2 separate regions of the Sus scrofa genome follow, and region 2 is linked to region 1. A link is a contact called in public HiChIP or PLAC-seq data. All regions are on one chromosome and are shown on one strand. The core of a region is the stretch at or near the end of the contact, and the rest is flanking DNA. Distances in the headings are between cores, read along the strand shown. Region 1 has its middle 27 kb from the start of MAX. Region 2 has its middle 220 kb from the start of FUT8.

The links. HiChIP or PLAC-seq counts read pairs in DNA pulled down with a chosen protein or histone mark.
Region 2: an H3K27ac HiChIP or PLAC-seq map of alveolar macrophages shows a contact between it and region 1. The contact joins two enhancer-like sites. A contact is called at or near these places in 1 of 47 Hi-C or Micro-C datasets (liver) and 1 of 2 datasets of contacts at active chromatin or transcription factors (alveolar macrophages).

The regions. Positions count from the first base shown.
Region 1 is chr7:89,193,160-89,196,393 of Sscrofa11.1, forward strand. No RefSeq gene overlaps it. Among named protein-coding and RNA genes, the nearest start is that of MAX, 27 kb to the left of the region's middle. Within about 2 kb of position 1,567, at least 3 of the 83 cell types and tissues checked have an H3K27ac peak or open chromatin away from gene starts, as enhancers often do. A contact at or near this core is called in alveolar macrophages, where this site is marked.
Region 2 is chr7:89,738,572-89,741,805 of Sscrofa11.1, forward strand. No RefSeq gene overlaps it. Among named protein-coding and RNA genes, the nearest start is that of FUT8, 220 kb to the left of the region's middle. Within about 2 kb of position 1,645, at least 5 of the 83 cell types and tissues checked have an H3K27ac peak or open chromatin away from gene starts, as enhancers often do. A contact at or near this core is called in alveolar macrophages, where this site is marked.

The DNA.
Region 1 (3,234 bases), core at 317-2,816:
TTTTCCTGGCTCTTTCACGCATTTATTTAACTTCATTCATTACTTGGCAAGAACATTTTGCATCCGAAGTCTTAATCATACAAGAAAGAAATAATGTCCAACAGACACAGCCCTTATTGTATTGATTAAGATTTTATTCATTTAAAAGGTGGGGTTTCTCCCCCTCCGTAGTTCTTCAGCTTTTAAAATATGTTTGCCTGTGAAGTCCCAGAAATGTTTCCTAAAAGTGGCGTGTTTGAGCCTGTGGGCTTCCAAAGGTGCAAAATGCTTTCTTCAAGGAATAAACTTGGGTTTATTATTATTCCAGTGTTTCACAAACTGACTTCTTTGCAACGGAGGGACAAAAGTACATTCTAGTTTTTGTTTTTCTCAATTGCTAGCTCCTAGGTTGGTCCGTGACTTCCACATCTGTCTTTGACCTCAGAGTGGCAACACCCTTCCAAACCTCTCTGCTGGCATTTTTTTGGTGCCTGGGTGTGTAAAATATACACAATGTATAATTTACCACTTAAAGCACTTTTTTTTTTTGGTCTTTTTAGGGCTGTACACGTGGCATATGCAGGTTCCCAGGCTAGGGGTTGAATTGCAGCTATAGCGCTGGTCTATACCACAGCCATAACAATGCCAGATCTGAGCTGCATCTGTGACTTACACCATAGCTCATGGCAACGCTGGATCCTTAACCCACTGAGCGAGGCCAAGGATTGAACCTGTATCCTCATGGATATTTGTCAGATTTGTTTCCACCGAGCCACGATGGGAAGATCCACTTAAACCATTTTTAAGTGTATAATTCACTAGCCTTTACTACCTTCACAGTGTTGTGTAACCATCATCACTATTTCCAGAACTTTTTCATCATCTCAAACAGAAACTCTGTACCCATTAAGCAATAACTTCCCATCTCCTGGAATTTTTTTTTTGATTTTTTTTTTCTTTTTAGTGCTGCACAAGCGGCACATGGAAGTTCCTGGGCTAGAGGTCAAATCTGCAGACCTACACCACAGCCTCAGCAATGCAGGATCCGAGCAACATCTGCAACCTAAGCCGGAGGCTGCAGCAATGCTGGATCCTTAACCTGCTGACAGAGGCCAAGGATTGAACCTGTAGCCTCATGGATACTAGTCAGGTTCTTAACCCACTGAGCCACAATAGGAACTCCATCTCCTGGCATTTTGACCCTGAGCTTATGCAGTGTTTTATAAGCTTTAAAGCCAAAGAACCTAACTTAGAATATTTTCTCTGCCCCTTACTAGCTCTGAGATGTTGAACAACTTGCTTGATCTTTTTAAGTCTTGGTTTACTCATCTGCAAAATAGAGTTAATAAGGATCAGAGTAACAGCCTTCACGGAGCTGTTACATGGACACAGTACCACACACAAAGGAACATCATCAGCCCTCAATAGGCACGTTGACCCCTCCGTGTTGTCAGTGTCTCTTTGCATCAAATGAGGGTTCTCTGCTATCATCCCCCAAACCTCTAGATGCTCACTGCCACCCGGGCTAGTCCTGGCTCCTTCTCCATCTCTGAGGCAGGTCTATGGGCATTTTGTAATCATCATGATGATGACTAACGTTTATCAAGTGACATTTGTCCAGAAGAGGAAACAAGTCAGAGATGGGTGCTAAGGAATGTGAAGAAGGCCTCCTAGTGTACGGAGCAGCCCCATCCCAGAACAGATCCCCACCCACGTCCTCTGCCTGTTTTGGGTCTGTAGAAAAACTAGTCAAGAAATAAACCTAATCAGAGAAGTGAGAAAATGCAGAAAGGAAAACAGTCAAGCAAGACAAAATAATAATACTTTAAATGAAGTCAAGGACCTTTAGTTCTTCCTCAAGGACTACAGATAATATTCTGAGCTATGTCCTTTCAGCCGTTTTGTAGATACTGAAACCCCCATCAGGTAGAAGAAGTTACCCATATGCTGCCCACAAGCAAGTAGACCCCAGACTGGTTGAAACCAGAAAATTCATGATGCAGACTCCCAATTACCTCATCACCAACCAATGAGAAGAATGTCCACAAGCCAATCACACCCTACTCCTTGAACACTCTAAGACTCCTTGGTACCCCCTCCAGGACAGGGCACAGTTTTAAGGGCATTAACCATCTTTGGTCCCCTTTGCCTGGCAAAACGATAAAGGTATTCTTTTCTACTTTATCCAAAAACTCTGCCTCCATGATTCAATTCAGAGCTGGTGTAGAGGCAGAGTTCCAGCAACACTAGCTTGTAGCAGAAAGGCAGGATTTGAAAGGAGTCTGGCTTCAGGGCCCAAGTTCTCAACCACTGGACTAAAGGCTTTGATGTGCTTGTAAGCATCTGGTAATGATGGTGGCAGAAGAGCTTGGAGAGGGAAATTCAAGCTCACCCAGCAAGTCAGTGGCATGGCTAAGAAGAGAGACAATGCCTTCTGACTCACCACCTGACACCCTGGCCACTGGCTCTGGCTGTACTGCAGGAATCATTATTCTAAGATTAATGATTCTATGTCAAAGCAATCAGGGAGTAAGGTAATCAGCTCTCCCTTCCATAGAGTAAGGCCTGAGTCTTTAAGGGAGCCTTTAGATTAATGATTTTCCTCCTGGAATATTGCTTTGATGGCTTCCTTCCTGTCTTCCAATCTGAGGATGAATGTCATCAGCCACCTACCCACCCACTGATACCATCCTGATTCTCAGTGGCCCAATACATCCACTTTTAAGACTTTTTTATTGACCACATGTGGATGGTTGAGGAGTGACTTCTCATTTAAGACACTGTTTATATTTTCATGTTTATTTCTTAAAATGGCTTTGTTGAAGTCCCTCAACTGGGACAGAAAGTATTCTTCCTTGCCCTTCAGGAATTTACAGAGCTTCTCAAACTCACAGGTGACTTTCTATCATTCAATTTCTTATTTGTTTCTAAAATAGAGATAAGTGGTCACGCTGAAGTAATCACATGCATCTTTTTATCACTGCTCACAGATGCTGCTCTAAAATTTCTTCTTTGTTTGATTCTATGCCCATCACATACCCACTGTAAAGGAATGAAAAAGGGGAGACACAACATAAACGTGTTTAAAACTTTAAAGCGTATGTCATGCAGTGTGATTTCAAACTGAGTGTTCGCCACTCTAAGGCTACCTTCAGTGACCTTAGGGGATAATCTTAATTATGAACTACTCATAAAATTAATTTTAATGCATCTTAGTTCAAAAATAGATGCACCCATCTATTCTAAGGGAGAATG
Region 2 (3,234 bases), core at 395-2,894, 550 kb after region 1:
GCCCGAAGCAGGACTTTAAAGATAACAAGAAACCAGCATGCGCCCTCCTTTCTTTCTGTCCCTCTCAGTCCACCTGGTGCCGCAAGTCAATGCAACAGGTTTTCTCCTCTCCTCCTTCTCTCTGGCTGTGTCTACACCAGCGATATGGCCTCTCAAGTTTGGCTCTTAGTATGCGCAGCCTTTCCTTGAGCTTCCAAGTGGGATGATCTACAGGAAAAATTAATCATGTATTTTCTTCTTTTTTTTTTTTTCCAAGTGGAGAAATTATTTAGGGCTTTGGGGAAGGTGGGCCAGCTATTTGCTATGCAGCGGCTCACCCCCTTAGCCATCACCCCTGCCATGTTCAGCAAATGATTCTTCTATTCTCTCCCCGGCAGGTGGTCTCGCAGCTACATGTGTTCAGCGCATCCAGCAGGGTGCTCCCGGGAATGCCGCGTGGCCATGACTGCTGTTTCTAATTACTGCCGTATCAGGAGGCAAAAGGAAAGAGACACTGCCAGCCTGCTGGGCCGCTGTGGAAACAGACGTTCCCGGTTATTGGGTTCCTGGGGCTGGCAGGGTCTGGTTGCCTGACTGGTCACTTAGGAGTGAGGACTTGGCTTTTCCCCAAATGCAAAGGCTGAATGATTGACAGAACACCGCAATCAGTGAGCTCTTCTTTAGCAAGCACCCAGTGTGCTCTTGGTTTTGTGCCTAGGACTGGGGCTGGGTCAGGGAGGGTGTACAGATAGTGATAAATACAGCTACGTCTTTCCGGAAGCTTCCATGATATCTAGGGCCGAGGATAAGGAACACAGAGAGGGTTCCCCATCCTGGCGTAGCGGAAAGGAGTCTGACTAGGAACCATAAGGTTGCGGTTCGATCCCTGGCCCCACTCAGCGAATTAAGGATCCGTCATTGCCATGAGCTGTCACAGACGCAGCTCCGATCTGGCATGGCTGTGGCTGTGGGCGTGGCGCCGGCAGCTACAGCTCTGATTAGACCCCTATCCCGGGAACCTCCATATTACGTGGATTCAGCCCTAAAAAGACAAAAAGAAACACACAGAGAAAAAGTAGCTCTATTTATCCATCTAATAGCATTTATCGAGAGCTGCCCTTGGGGAGTTTATAGTCAGTGGAGGAGGAACAGCACTCAAATGCTTTCACACATGTGCAGTTGCAAACCATGGTCAGTGCAAAGCAAAGCACAGGGCTGCTAGCGCACAAATAGGGAACTGATTTGTTCTGGGGTCAGAGGAGGATTCCCGGATGAAAGATGTAAGATCCATTGTGAAAATGGAAAAGATAGGTTAGTCTAGAAGTGTTTGGAAAGAATGAACAAGATGTGTGGACAGACGCAGGGATGAAGGAAAGGGGTGTTAAACATGACTTCTAAATTTCTAACAAGAGGAACTGGAGAGCAAAGTTGCTCAGCAGACAGGGCAGTTGGGATGGGGAGGCTGTTTTGCGGGGGGAGCAGCATAGATTTTTGTCAGCTCAGAGGACAGAAGGAGTGACTGGACCTATTGTATGAATGGGAAGGCAGGTGGGCGGAGCCTGGTGAGGGGGGTGGGGCTGTGGGAGGGGCTGACTCTATAGGAAAAACAGGAAGGTCGGGGCAAGTTCTCAACCCCGGGAACTGCTCATAGCTATGACTTCAAAGGAGAGAAGGGGAACTCACATGAACACTTGCTGTGTGCCTGGTTCTGTGTTGGGTATTTACACACTGCCATTGTGTGGGGCCATTAGGCAACGACTCAGAAACTCACTCAGTCATTTTAGTACAGAGTGTGTGTGTGTGTGTGTGTGTGTGTGTGTAAATGTGTGTATATTGCGTGAAATGTGTTATGTATGGGAGGGTATACATGTATGTAGTATAGCGTGTGTAGTGTGGTATATTGTGTGTGTGTGTGTGTGTGTGATGTTATTATATCCCAGGGCAGGAAACAGCTGGATCTCCTTGGATTCAGGGCCTTGGAAGGTCAGGGCCTTGGAAGTCATTTACAGCAGTCTCTCCTTCCGCCTTTCTTGAGACGCCCAGTCTCATCTCTGCTTTTCTCTGTCTCTTTTCCTGCTTCTCTCTGCTGACCACTGGACGCCTTCTTTGCTTCCCTATGGCCTCACCGTGACTTTTCAGTTTGAGTCCAATATTACCCATCCAATCATTAATTCAATGAAATTTATCAAATACTACTGTGTGTCAGTATTTTTAGACACTGGGCTTTCAACAGATATCACAGCAAAGTCTCTTCCAGCCCAGGACAGGAGACATATTACACAAATAGATAATATTTCAGGTGGCAATAATGCTGTGAAGAAAAAAAAAAAGCTGAGCAAGGGTCTGGAAAGCACGTTTGGGATGGCAGGGTGGAGAGCTTTTTTATAACTGCTATCTGGAAGGGGCTCTCTGACTCAGTCACATTAGAGCTAAGCCTTGAAGAAAGTGAGTGATCCGTGCAGATATCTGAGGCAAGAGTGTTTCCAGCTGAGGCAAAAACAGGGATAAAGACCTCAAGATGGGGAACTGCTTGAAATGTCCAAAGGGCAGCAAAGACGCAAGAGTGGCTTGTGGGGAGTGGGAGAGGGAGTGTCACAGGCGGTGACCAGTTCATGCCAAGCCGATAGGCCACTGCAAGGCACCCGACGGATGTCTTTGGGAATAGAGGAGAGACGTGGCGTGACTTCACATGACAGACCTGCTTCGGTATGGAGACAGGCTATGGAGTGAGGGGCCCTGGTGAGCAGTGAGGAGGCTGATGCAGTGATCTGGGTGAGGGATGATGGCAATTTGGACCAGGATGGAAGCTGAGGAGGTAATGAGAAGAAGTCAGATTCCGGAAAATTTGAAGGTTAGATAATTGCCAATGGATCTAACTGGTTTTTGAATCTTTTATTCAGTTGTGTTGAGAGAGAGAGTCTTATGGGCCCAGAGCAGCCAATAGATGAGCTGACTGGAGAGGGAGAAGCTTGGGGGCAAATGGTACCAAGCAGCCCTCAGGCAAGCTGGTGGGGAAAGATCCTCAGATCTTGTGCCTTCACTTAGGCCAGCTCATTTAGTGACGTTTGCAGCAGCCCAGAAGGGATGTGCTGTTATTCCAGCCTTCCATTTAAAAACTGGGCTCAGAGAGGATGAGCCACTTGCTTGAGACCATACAGCTGGTAAAAGGAAGAGCCTAGATTTGACCCTTGGAATCCCATCAGATTCTAAAGACTATGCTGGTTAAGAGTCAAGTCAGGCTGCCTGGAGGAAAAA